3 separate regions of the Mus musculus genome follow, and regions 2 and 3 are each linked to region 1. A link is a contact called in public Micro-C data. All regions are on one chromosome and are shown on one strand. Each heading gives the region's core, a stretch centred on a gene start, on an enhancer-like site or on the middle of the called end of the contact. The rest is flanking DNA. Distances are from core to core; before and after follow the strand shown. Region 1 holds the start of Ube2n (ubiquitin-conjugating enzyme E2N). Region 2 has its middle 10 kb from the start of Gm47708. Region 3 has its middle 49 kb from the start of Gm47708.

Region 1 (4,193 bases), core at 888-3,387:
CCTCTGCCTCCCAAGTGCTGGGATTAAAGGTGTGCGCCACCACCACCCAGCTATGCTCTCTCCCTTTTATCTACAGTAACCTTTCTCACCCACTGTACCTAGGACCAGTGGTGTTCCTTTCCTTTTTCCTTTTGTTTCATTCAGGTGGGGCTTGTGGTTTGACAGACATGCCTGGGAAAGGAGCTGAACTATTTTGTTATAACCTTGGACAATGTTAAGTCTATCTAAACAGCAGTCTCGTGAACAGAGCTATGGAGATATGGCTTTGCAGTAATGGGTACTTGTTGCTCTGGCAGAGGACTCACAAGGTGGCTCACAACCTTCCTTAGCTCCAAGTCCAGTGGATCTGACTCCTGAAAGCACCGGCCATAAGTTAGTGTTATCAACTTGATAAGATCTAGAAACACCTCTGGGCCTGCCTGTGGGGACTGTCTTGATTTAATTGATGGATACCCATCTTAATTCTAAACAGGAAAAATGAAGAAAGCTGAACACTAACATGTAAGATTCATTGCTCTCTGTTTCTTTTTTTTTTTTTTTTCTGAGACAGGGTTTCTCTGTGTAGCCCTGGTTGTCCTGGAACTCACTCTGTAGACTAGGCGGGCTTCAAACTCAGAAATCTGCCTGCCTCTGCCTCCCAACTCTATTTCTGATTATGAATTTGATGTGACCAGCTGGGATTGTCTCCCTGTGATGCAACTTGGGGCTAAAATTAACCCTTTTCCTTTAAGTTGCTTTTGGAGGGTGTTTTACCACAGCAACATGAAAAGAAATGGAAACACCCAGCGATCCTTGTGAGACACCTCCACTTTTAGGGCCCTCATTCTATGAGTAATCCAACGCCTTTGGGGATTACAGGCTTTTCTATCCCCTTGAGAAGGCTAGGCTGACTTCAAATTGGCAATTCAGAAGACGAGGCCTAAATCCCTGTTTCTAAGAACTAGGCAAGTCCAGGCCTCAGAAGCTGCCCCACCACCTGGCCTGAAGCAAGGACAGTGGGTCAGCAGTAGTTTCCAGACTTCCTCAGCAACAGTTTTCAGCCACTCATGTCCCCACCACACCCCTAATGTGCTTTAAATCTGAACTGTGAGCTCACTTCCAGGTCTCCATCTTGGAATGAGAGACCCTAGCAAGCTGGACTTCTGCAGAATAAAGCCCTCTCTGCGTTTACATACCGTTTGGGTCTGGGGTATCATTCTTCAGCGAATCATGCATGGACCCTTACACTCTAATCAGATCCTTCTTCTAGTTAGCACGTAAATCTCGATTGCTAGGCTCAACCTTAAGTGGTGGCACAAGCCTAGCTCTACTCAGGGGGCAGAGGCAGGAGAATCACGAGTTCCAAGTCAGCTCGGTGCGTACAGAATAGAGAGCACCAGGCCAGACTTGGTTACATAGGGAGCCCTTTCTCAGGAAAACCAACAACCACAAAGATTAAATATCCTGCAGGATCCAGGCGTTTAGAGGCCGTGCCTTTTGCCTCCTCCCTTGTTCCGAACTCTCTTTTGGGGAGCGCCAGAGAGGCCCCCTTTTTTATGTGAAATTTAAACGTTTAGAAAAAATTTTTTTTGTCGCGGGTGTGTGTGTGGTCCTTGGCAAGCAGCGTTATTCCCAGTTAGAAGCTTTGGTATTGACTTCCGGCCTGTTCGCCACCGAGGAGGAGCGCGCGACCCGCCTGCCCTGTCCGCAGGGAACCGCTGCAGCGCCAGCCCGCCACGCGCACTGCGGACACGCTGAATGAACAAACGGAACGAATGAATGAATGGGCTGCGTCGGGGGCCGGGCCTTTGTTACGTCGCCCCCCGACGCAGGCGTGGTCGCACGTACAGCGCTCGCTCGTGGACGCCGGCCGCCCAGTGTTGCCGATTCTGCCACGGGCCAAGAAGCTCGGCGCCGCCTCGCGCCGCCTCCCCCCAAGTCCCTGCCCCGCCGCGGAGCGTCACTTCCGCCACCCCCGGCTGGGGTTGGGGCGGGGAGCGCGGGGGAGGGGGCCACCAGGTCGGAGGGAAGGCTGTCGGAAGCCCGCGTCCTAGCAGGGACTACATTTCCCGAGGGGCCTCGGCGGAGGTAGCGACAGGCGGGCGCGGCGACGTTCCCCGGAAGTGGAGCCCGGGACTTCCACTCGAGCGTGAGGAGAGCGGAGCCGGAGACAAGAGCAGAGGCCGAACTCGGGATCTGACAAGATGGCCGGGCTGCCCCGCAGGATCATCAAGGTAACCGCCCAGGCGGGCTTCGGGCCACTGGCTCTGCTCCGGCGCGCCGGGCCGCGCGGCCGTCCGCTTCCCTCCGCAGCCTCCGAGAGGCCTCTCTAAGGCATCGCGGAGAAGGGTCCGGCCTCGGCGGCGAGGAAGTCGGGCGCTGAGGAGGGGGCGCCGGGGAGACTTCCGGCCGCCTCTGAACGCCGGACAAGCGGGACGCCCGGGCGGTGCGGCCGCGGCCGGGGAGGCCCTGGCGGCTGCCCGGGAGAGGGCGGGGCTGCGGGCTTCGGGCTCTGGCGCGGGACCGGTGCGGGCCTCGGCGGCTTCTGTTCCTCCGCGGGGCGGGAATCGCGGCGTGGCCTGGACTCTGGGCGCGGGTGGTGGCCCGTGGCCGGCCGCTCTGCCCCGGAGCTCCCTTCTCTTCCTCCGCAGGGGCTCGGGGCTGCGGCAGTCCCGGGTGCGGAATGAATGGACCGACCCCGAGAGCCGGGCGGGGCCGCGGGCCGGGAGAGGCCGCTCCGGGAGGGCCACGGGGTTCTGCCGGCGACAGCACAGGTTGGTCCTGGCTGCCCCGCACCTCCTAGCGACGTCCGGGGCTGGCCGCCCGGTTGCCCTGGCTTCCGCGTTCGCTTCCCGGTGTTTCTGCTGGGTAGCGCTGTGATTGTACTTCGGCTGGCTAACTCTTTGGAGACTGTTCTCTTCTCCGAGGCAAGGGCCTCAAGGGCCTCGGTTATGGGGATGATCTGTGAAACAGTTTGCCTCTCAGCTTTTGTGCGCCTTATTTGAGCGGCCCTGGGGCTCTTTAGGGATACTGAATTTTGATAAATACATAAGGAACCACGGGGGTATAAACCTCGTATCTTGATTTCCTAAAATCTTTACATAACACCATTAAGTCTTCATAGTGTTATAACCCAAGAAAACTAAATTTTTAACATTTTTTGGCATCTGTTTTTTTTTTTAATGTAGGAAATTGGTTAAAAAAATCTTGCACTGCCCAGTTTGCCAGCTAAGTGCTCAAATTGAAGCTTCACTTTGCTTGCTGTAATCCACTGAACATATATTTATAGCATTGTTCCACTCTTCCAAAGTTTTAGGGGAGATTTGTACAAAGTAAGTGGAGGGCCTCTTTGAAGGGTGTGAGACACTGTAGTTCTTCAGGCAGTCACAAATGTCTGTGAGGCTGGGGTGTCATTGACAGAAAGGTGCTTGAATTAGAAAAACAAGCCCTTTCATAGGATAAAAACTCTTACAAAGGAAGAATACATTTTCCACGAGCACTGGAATCTCCTTTTTAAATTTGTTTTATTTATTTATTTATTTACTTATTTATTGGTTTTTCTCTGTGTAGCCCTGGCTGTCCTGGAACTCAGAAATCTGCCTGCCTCTGCCTCCCAAGTGCTTGGACTAAAAGCATGCGTGTGCCACCACTGCCCAGCGAGCACTGGAATCTTAAAACAAATGTTTATTGCTGTGTTATGAATCTTAGAACATTTCCAAGTAGGTTTTTGGGCATTGGAAGATCCCGAATATAGTTTAGTTCTGATATATGCACATAGCCACTAGTGATCATGTAAACCAAGATTCCGTTTGATAAATGGCTGCTTCGCTTCACAGGCCATCAAGTTTTTATTTGTTACTTTGGTTATTGACTAGACATAGCAGAGATTGATAATGAATACAGTTCTGTAAAATGCCCAGTAAACTGAACAGTTGATATTGATACTCTGCAGTAATATGAAGGCCTTGACTGAGAAAATAAACTCTGTGGAATATATTTGTTATAAGCTTACAGAAATGCTTTACAGCAGAAAATTCAAGTGCTCTTCAATTCATTTGGCACCCAATGCTTAAGTATACATTTCCTTTTGCTTATTTAAAACAAGATAGTGGCAAACCCATGCTGTAATATATAATCTTCACTTTATAGTACTTTATTATACTTATTTAATACTAATTGACTTTAATACTTTTAGCTTTAAGGGACTATTTTTT
Region 2 (4,193 bases), core at 856-3,355, 210 kb after region 1:
AAAGTAGTTTTTCCCTCCACAGTAACAAGGAAATAATGAATGCACCAGCAGAGTCAAAGTCGTATTACAAGTTGATTTCTGACTTTTTTTTTTTTTTTTTGAGATAACTATGTGCTCCTGCAATTGAGTGCCCTCAGCACTCAAGAGGCTGAGGCAAGAGGATCTTGAGTTTGAGGCCAGTCTGGTCTACACAGCAAGACTTTATCTAAAACAAAGTAGAACAAGACAACAAAACAAATCAGTAATGTGAGGGGGTGGGGAGACTATGAAAGAAATAGAATGTTAGATAGCTTGGGGCTAGGGAGGGAGCTCAATCAATAGAGTTTGGGCCTAGTTTTGTACTAGGCCATGGTTTAAATCCTACCACCAGACAAGCAAGGGATGGTGGTCCCATGGCTGTAAACCCAGCACCTAGAGATGGGAAGAACAGTTCTATGCTATCCTTAGCTATGTAGAGAGTTTGAGGCCATCCCGGGCTATGTGAGGCTTTCTCTCAATAAAAACAAAAGCTAAAAGAAAATAAAAACAAAAACAAACAAAGAAACCCAGCTTGGTGTGGTAGATTGAAGAAAGCAGCACTCTCTGTTTATCCTTACTGTTTCTCACAGATGTGGAGTCAGTCTAGACTTTGATGGATGATTGTAAAGATAAGAGCTCCTACTGCCTCGGGCCAGACAGGTGACAAAGCAGCTTCCCTTTCCTGCCTAGGGATTGAACTATCCTCTCCTTGTCCTCTGCAGACTCCCCCTCCCCCACAGTACTGTCCAGGTTTGGTCTGTTGCTATGTATTGTAATGATACATACTGGCCTCCAAGATCTGGTCCCCCTACCACACACACACAGCCTTAGGGACAAGGAAATCCTCCTGTACATGATGCTATGTAACCTTGTCTCCCAAGCTATCCCTGATGGGTCAATAAAAATGCCTACAGCCTGTAGCTGGGCAGAAAGAGGTAGGCAGGGCTTGGGTTCTGGGGCTTGGGGTCTGAGTGAGAGACTAGAAGAGGAGAGGGGAAGGAAGAAGATTCTGTGGGGCAGGTGGATTGTGGGCACGAAGGTCAGCCTGATGGAGTAGGTGTGGCCCAGGCAGTGTTGGGGGCTGGCCAGCGGCTCACATGTCCAGGTTCGAGCCTGGAAGGCATCTTGGAATCTGGAAGAAAAGAGGGAGCCTAGGTGGGTTGAGAAACAATGGAACCAAGACATGCTAGTCTTCTCAAGGTTCAACTTTAATGTCGGGGAACACGCCTTATAAAGAAAAGGGGAGAAAAGTCCATTCCGCCAATTCATCCTTGGAGCCTGGAACCAGCTGCAGGTGATGATGTTCAGAATAGGGCGTAGTCTCTGGAATAGCTCAGCGGCTTCTCTGCGGGTATCTTGAAGCAGCAGCTGCAGTGGCAGAACAATAGAGTGATCTAGGGAGGAAGGCTCCACCCTAGATAATCTCTTTAGTGGCAGCAAGGTCAAGGTCTGGTTTAGCCTGCTTCAGGCTTATGGAAGGCTACAAGGCAGAACATGGCAACTGAAGTCTTAGGGTTACTAGAGAAGCAGACAAACTAGCAGAGGGTGGCCATCTGCCCAGCTCTAGTGCTTTAAGGCTTATTCTAGATATAAAGGTTTTGTGTCTTTTATTTAGGAACTCAGTGGGGTAGACACTCCTAAATAATACCACCATACAGTATCATAGTACTGAATCCTTGTTTGGAGGCCTGGGGCCAGGCTTTGGGGTTCTACTAGAGCAATGTGGGGTAACTTTCTAGATGCAGATCCCTTATCAAAATAAACAAGCAGAAGTTACCAATGCTAGGTAGGGTTTGTGGACACAGGAAACAAGAGGGATCAGGGATGTACACAACGGGACTTGACATTTAGGACAGATGTTAATCTTAACCAGCTATTTGGATCCAGTAGAAATATTTACCTTGTAGATTGTCACATGCAGAAGACCAGCAGGGGTTCAAAGGCATGGCTAGAAGGGTTGAGTTGTGTCCATAGCAGTCACTGGGACGGGGTGCCAAATGCTTTTGTGATCACCTCGGGAGGCCAGACAAAGGTGTGGCCAGGTCGCCATTTGCTTTTTCACCTCATTGGCTGAGGCAGGATTTTTGCTGTCATGTCACAGGACCCCTGACTGGGGACCGTGATTGGACAGAGAGCCCTGCTGTTCTCACTACGGCCATTGTTTTCTCTCAGAGCTGGACCGTGGCCCCTGCAGCCTGCCTTCCTGCCTCTCACTTTCTCCCTCATGGCTGTTTCCTTGACCTTTCGACTTAACCCTGCACTTACATGGATGTTTACCTCAGGTTGTGTCACACTTACCTCAGTGTGGTCTCGCCTTACTCACATGGTCTGGGGCCGGACACGCCCATTTCTGTGGGCTCAGCTGCCTATTTGTTGCTGATGTCTCTAAGATAAAACTGGCAACCTTGAACCCAGATCTTCCGGGCTCAGCTCCAAACACCCAGCGCCTTTGCTTCCTGTAACCCTTTCCAGAGTCTAACACAGAAATCCCAGCTATGGTCCCTGTCTTAGACACTAGAGACATACAATGGATCAGCACCTGTCCTGGGATGGATAGTTCTTGAGCTGGAGTTTGAACGCAGGCTGTCTAGCCAGATCCCACACTTGCAGCTGATCTTCTGTAACTGGCAATGAGCGATGGCTCAATCATAGACAGAGCATCATTTTGAAGGCTGCCTTCTGCCCTGTCTCCAGCACTGAATCCAATGCCCCGCCTTTGTCTCCTGAGTGACAGCACCTTTTCCTTCTGTCTTCTCTTTACCTAATTTTCCTGAGTTATCCATCAGGCTTGAGGGATCTCCATCCCGAGGGCCTGAGAAGGACTCTAATCTGATGCCTTGGCTGTGAGTCCTTAGACATTTGCATTTATTGTGTACATGGTTCTGTTCCAAGCATTTGAAGCTATATTAGCTTGCTTAGTTTTGCAGCAAGCTTCTGATGTATGCCTAATGCCTTTTATTTTATTAGCAGACACAGCACAGAGTCATAGATCCATCAGGAAAATTGATGCCACTACTAGTAGTTGAGAGAATGTGTGTGTGTGTGTGTATGTGTGTGTGTGTGTGTGATGTATTATGTGCTCATGCACATATGATTGTAGGTGCCCATGGAGGTCAGAAGAGGTTGTCAGATCCCCTGAAGCCAAAGTAACAGGCAGATGAAAGCCATCCAATGTAGGTGCTGAGAACTGAACTCTGAATCTCTGTGAGTGGTATGTGCTCTTAATTGCTGAGCCATCTCTCCAGCCCTAGTACCTGGCTTTTTAAAAATATGGGTTCTGTGGACTGAATTCAGATCCTTCAGACCGTCATCCTTGCAGGGCAAGGTCTCTACAGATGGAGTGATCCCTCCAGCCCCACCAAAGGAAAGCTAATAATCAGGGTCCAATTACACCAGTGTAAGGGGCAGAACAAGCAAAGAGTAAATAAATACAAATCAGCCCAGGGATGGGCGGCAGTGGAAGCCATTACCGGTTTGGAGAGACAGAGATGTTGATGCTATATGAGTTGAGACACGGAGGCTAACAACAGAGACTGGAGCCTATAGGACACAAGGCCCCTCCAGAGTTACTGAAACACCCTAACATTTCCCTCTTTGAAGCCACCAAGATTACCTACTGTCTCCCATTGAGACATGAACTCACCACACACACAATGGCAAGGAGCCAGGGGATTGTAGTCTGCAGAGATGACAGGACAGAGTGAAGAATGATTTCAAAATAAACAAGCAGAACACTGACCCAGATGAATGAGAAGTTTTCCCCAGGTCACAGAATTTTGAATGGCAGGGTCAAGTGGTTTGAGCCAGGCTTTGACTTGCCTTTCTGGGAATCCAGGACAAGGTACCTACCTGAGCACTGTCCCCAGGAGTATAATGACAATGACAGTTGCATCCACTTAAAATGGTCTGGAGAAGGTCAAACAAGCCCAAACAGTGCCTAGACTATCACAACACACATCTGGGTTGCGTTATTACAGAGGTCTCGGCGTGGAAGCTGTGGCCCCGGCTTCCACTCCTATCTTACTGCCGCATCTGCTTTACAGATGGAAACCCCAAGAGTCTGACTTGCCCAGGCTGCCCAGCGAAAGTAAGCCTGGAGCTCAGTGAACTCTGGGGCCAGCGTGCTGGCTGCTGTTGCATTTCCTGTTCTGGGACTCTCACGCAGCCAACTGTGG
Region 3 (4,193 bases), core at 439-2,938, 170 kb after region 1:
CTAGTACCCCACTTTCAGGTCCCCCGTGATGTGAGAAGTCACACTGCTCATACTGCGACCAACTCCTCTAGCCTCCCCTGCCCTGACAGACTGTGCAACTCACCCTGGGGAATATGCTCTGGCGAATTATTACTATTTAAACCATTTCATTGTAAAATAGAACACATGCCAACGTGCTATATAGAAATTATTGAAAACGTACGAATCATTTATTTCAGCAGGTTTTTTTTTTCTTTTTTTATGTACAATTTTGGGGCCAGGGTGAGTGGAAACCACAGGAAGAAAGATTGTAGCAAGGATTGGTGACATTTGATTGCTCGCTAAAGGAGGCCAGATACACGAAGTAGCTTTCAATACTCTAAAATTGTCCCACACACCCCAAAGGAAGGCCAATAGACAACCCATCTCCCTTGCAGATTCCTTAGCCTTCATGCCCTAACCACCAAGGACATTCTCTCTTCTTGGCCCTGGGGAACACATCTACTGTTCTCATCTGGTTTAATCTAATTTTCAGTGTGTATGTGGGGAGAGGTCATCCTTTTTATTTCTTTGGCAATGACCAAAATATTCCTTCAGGACCCTCCTCCTATTTAATGTTTCTACTTTGGGCATAAGTCCCGGCTCCTTCTCAGCGAGGCTATGGTCCTAACCTTTTGGGGTTGCTGTGGGCAACTATACAATTGGCTGTTACTGCTCAGGGCTGTGGGAACAGCTTTCCAAAACAGCTAAGCGACCCAAACCCAGACAAGCGCGTCTGGATCTGTGAAGTGCTTCTCGTATTTTGTTTCCTTTTCTGTGCACAGATATTTAAAAATAGATAGTAAGAACTTGCAATCGCCGTGAGGGGAGTTGTGTGTAGAAGGACGGCCCCTCCTTTGGAAATGACATCGTTACGGCTTTTTAGAATGTGAGCAGATTTGACATAGTAGAAAAAAAAATATGGATATTTTGGTCTGTATCCCACTTCCTGGCATACAGCTACACCAAACCGCGTGTCAGTTCTCAGAAATGATGTGACTTTTGGATGCTAACGGGATTTCTGATGTTTAGGGCCTCTTGGGTAGTCTTCAGACAGAGGCTGGTTGCCAAGGGAAACAGCCAAGTGAAGCAACAACTTGGACTTTCAGCCTTACCCTCTCCTCTGACCTCTGGAGAGGGAGAGGGGCGGGCTAGCCTTTGAGGTGATCGTTGTTGGCCAATGGCTGAATTAAAACCCAAAAGGAAGCTGTGGAGAGCTTCGGGTTCATTTAACAATCTGCCTATATTTAGATTCTGGGAGAATGGCAAGGCTCGACTTTGCCAAGGTGAAGAGTTACACGTTAGAGCAGCCTCCGTCTCTCCCGGGGTGGGTGCCTGTCGGAGGCACGGAGGTCTTTGCGCTCACCGACAAGCGTTAGGGGACCTGGATGTTCATCATACGAGTTGACCCTTCAAAGGGAAAAGTGGATAGCCTGCAATCTGCCCAGAAGGCTGGGACTGGAAATGGCTAAGAGCTTGGTGACCTGTGTGCTGTCTGTGTGGCTGCGACCACACTGGATCCGGCCCTTACTGTGAGGTTGTCACTCTGCGGAACTTTGTGGAAAGTTGTCTGTGGGATGTTTTTGTGCACGGTGTATTAAATGCTGATGTCAGTATCTAGAGACCTGGTGGCTGTCTGGACTTTGGAACTGTCATTATTATGGAGCATTTCCTGATTCGCTATTTTGTAAGATATTGCTTTCCATCACCTTCTGATTGGTTAATATAGAGCGTAACAGCTTATAACTGGGCAGGAGAGGCGGGACTTCCGTGAGGGGGTGGGGAGGGGAGAAGATCTCAGGTGGGACCTGGTGAGTCGCTATTGGGACACAAATGAAGGCCAGGGAGAGACCAAAAACTGGCAGGTAAGGCGCCATATGGCTGGAAAGTAGGCAAGACCAGCATTATCAGGGTAGAATAGCTTAAACTCTGCCCAACTATAGTACCTGAAGCTTGTTAAATAATATAAAGGTCTCTGTGTCATTTATTCAGAGCAAGGTCAGGCATAGAAAAGCCCACGCTTTAACAGGCGTTATATGTACTTTACAACGAATCTTGATGCATTCACATCTTAAGCTTTACTGAGCTTGTGGGATTGAATTAATTATCACCAGGAAGATCTCACCAAACTGTGCTACACTGAAATATGCCTAAAATAAACCACTTGGGGTTAGATTTCCAAAGTCTAAACCAACACTAGCTACTAAGACATGTTGACGCAAACCACTTCCTTCTGATAACTGAAGTGATCACACAGACTCCCTATAAATGCTGTCCCTGACCCCATTGCTTCCCATGCTTCCTGGATGGAAGCACAGATCTTGAGGTATTGTGGCTAATGGCTGGGGTAGGTCTGGGATCAGGGAGAGACAAGGGTAAGCATATATGTGTGTGTGTGTGTATAATTTTTATATATAAAATGTATATTATATATTAAAATAATAGACAACATATTTTACATATAAAATAAATTATTTATATATAAATACTATACATAATTTATAAATAATGTATAGTATTTATATATAAATTGTTATTTTATATACACATACACACATGTGTATATATACATATATACATATACACATATACACATACATATATACATACATACATATATGTATATATATATCTTCCCCTGAGACCTCGTGTCTTTAGAGAAGCCTGCTGAAGACCAGAGCAGGGGCTTGCCAGCTGCAGTACCCATGTCCACAGGAAGCTACACTTACTAAAGTTGTTACGGAAAGAACACCATGAGCCCAGGCAGCGTCCCCTCAAAGACTCAGGTGCAAAGGTGCTTGGCCTTGTGTCCCAAGTGGCTTTAACTTTTCAGCTGGAGAAGCACGGCACAGCTCAGTGTTTAACTTACATGCCCAAGGCAGTGTAGTGTTTCCAGGTGTCTCATGGACAAAGTCACACAGTGTTTGATGATTGGAAATCTTCAAAGGACACATTTTCCTTTTGCCTGGGTGAGATCAGGCCGGGAGAAAGAGGAACAGATGACATAGGGTGAAGACGTGGGACACGGGGAACACAAAGGGAAGTTGTAATAAGCAGTTATTTTGTCAGTTTTCCTCTCAGGAATGAGGGGTCAGTGTCGATGTGAAGATGGACGAGGGCAGGTGAGAGGGCTCAGTGGGTAAAGGGGCTTGCTGCTAAGCCTGATGCCCTGAGTTCAGTCCCTGGGACTCACATGGTAGAAAGACAGAACAGACCCCAGAAAATTGTTTCCTGGTATTTGTATGTGTGTGTGCATGCAAGCACATGTGAACACACCTATAAATACACACTAAATCATATATATGTCCATGCATATATATGAATTACTAATGGTTATATTTTAGATATAAGCCAATTAAACTAAAAATGGATGGATGTTAAAAGGAAGAGTGAACAAATCAATGGATAAGCATAGTAGTGAACATGCGTAACTGTTAAACGGTGAAGTGGTCGACAGGTCGGCTGGACACCCAAAGCCATTAGTCAGCAGCTTCTCTTCCTTTCAGTTAAAAGCAAGGCCTCGTTATTCGGTCTGCATCTGTGGTCGCTGTGTGACTCGTTTCCAGTCAATGAAAAGTGGAATGTCTGTTTAATGATTTCCTGCGCTCCCCTCCCCCCACCTCCACAGCCAGCTGATTCAGAATGTGGTTGGAGGAGCCGATGCTTGGAACTGCTGCTGTAGCCCTGTTGGCAGAGTGAGGGGGTCAAGGGTTAACAGGGATACTGACTGCCCTTAGTCAGTCAGCCAAACACATAAGCTATGTCCTTCTCTAGGTCTCCTGGGAGCCAAGTTGCTTTCGTCGTTTTGAGCATTCCTAACATTTATCTGTTGTCCTTTCAGGTATATGGAGGACCTCGGGTGTTTGGAAGGATTACTCATGGTTTGTCAAGCAAACACTTAGAAGTAACCTAAATAACCGTTAGCTGAGAAAAGATCTAGAGAAGTCATGGCGTTAGTTGTTGAGTGGAATACTATACAGCACTTAAAAGAAGTCAACTGGCTTTGTCTGTATCAGCACAGACAAATCTCTCACTGATGCCAAGGGAAAGAAAGGAGCAAGTCAAAGAAAGACGTGGTGTGTGGCTGTATTCATGCAAGACTGTAAGGCAGAGAAATCAGTATTACGCAGAGCGTGCATTTTATACGTCCACATAAATATACCCAGGGCATACAC

What was found. Hi-C and Micro-C count contacts between places; a contact is called where the count stands out from the background.
Region 2: a contact with region 1 is called in a Micro-C map of embryonic stem cells, with 5 times the contacts expected there. The contact joins the enhancer-like site here to the promoter of Ube2n in region 1. A contact is called at or near these places in 1 of 15 datasets of contacts at CTCF or cohesin (the NIH/3T3 cell line), 2 of 484 Hi-C or Micro-C datasets (both in embryonic stem cells) and 5 of 115 datasets of contacts at active chromatin or transcription factors (embryonic stem cells, fetal liver and stem cell-derived neural progenitor cells).
Region 3: a Micro-C map of embryonic stem cells shows a contact between it and region 1, with 2.0 times the contacts expected there. The contact joins the enhancer-like site here to the promoter of Ube2n in region 1. A contact is called at or near these places in 3 of 484 Hi-C or Micro-C datasets (all in embryonic stem cells), 3 of 115 datasets of contacts at active chromatin or transcription factors (embryonic stem cells and memory CD8 T cells) and 2 of 9 other capture datasets (adipose tissue and pancreatic islet).

The regions. Positions count from the first base shown.
Region 1 is chr10:95,513,025-95,517,217 of GRCm38.p6, forward strand. It overlaps Ube2n (ubiquitin-conjugating enzyme E2N), which reads left to right and starts at 2,138. Exons shown (of 4, transcript NM_080560.3): 1 at 2,138-2,213. The coding sequence starts at 2,184. Gm46239 (a long non-coding RNA gene) reads right to left here and starts at 1,232. Exons shown (of 2, transcript XR_001779843.2): 1 at 1,176-1,232.
Region 2 is chr10:95,718,271-95,722,463 of GRCm38.p6, forward strand. No RefSeq gene overlaps it. Among named protein-coding and RNA genes, the nearest start is that of Gm47708, 10 kb to the right of the region's middle. Within about 2 kb of position 2,106, at least 20 of the 459 cell types and tissues checked have an H3K27ac peak or open chromatin away from gene starts, as enhancers often do. A contact at or near this core is called in embryonic stem cells, where this site is marked.
Region 3 is chr10:95,679,488-95,683,680 of GRCm38.p6, forward strand. No RefSeq gene overlaps it. Among named protein-coding and RNA genes, the nearest start is that of Gm47708, 49 kb to the right of the region's middle. Within about 2 kb of position 1,689, at least 89 of the 459 cell types and tissues checked have an H3K27ac peak or open chromatin away from gene starts, as enhancers often do. A contact at or near this core is called in adipose tissue, embryonic stem cells, memory CD8 T cells and 1 more, where this site is marked.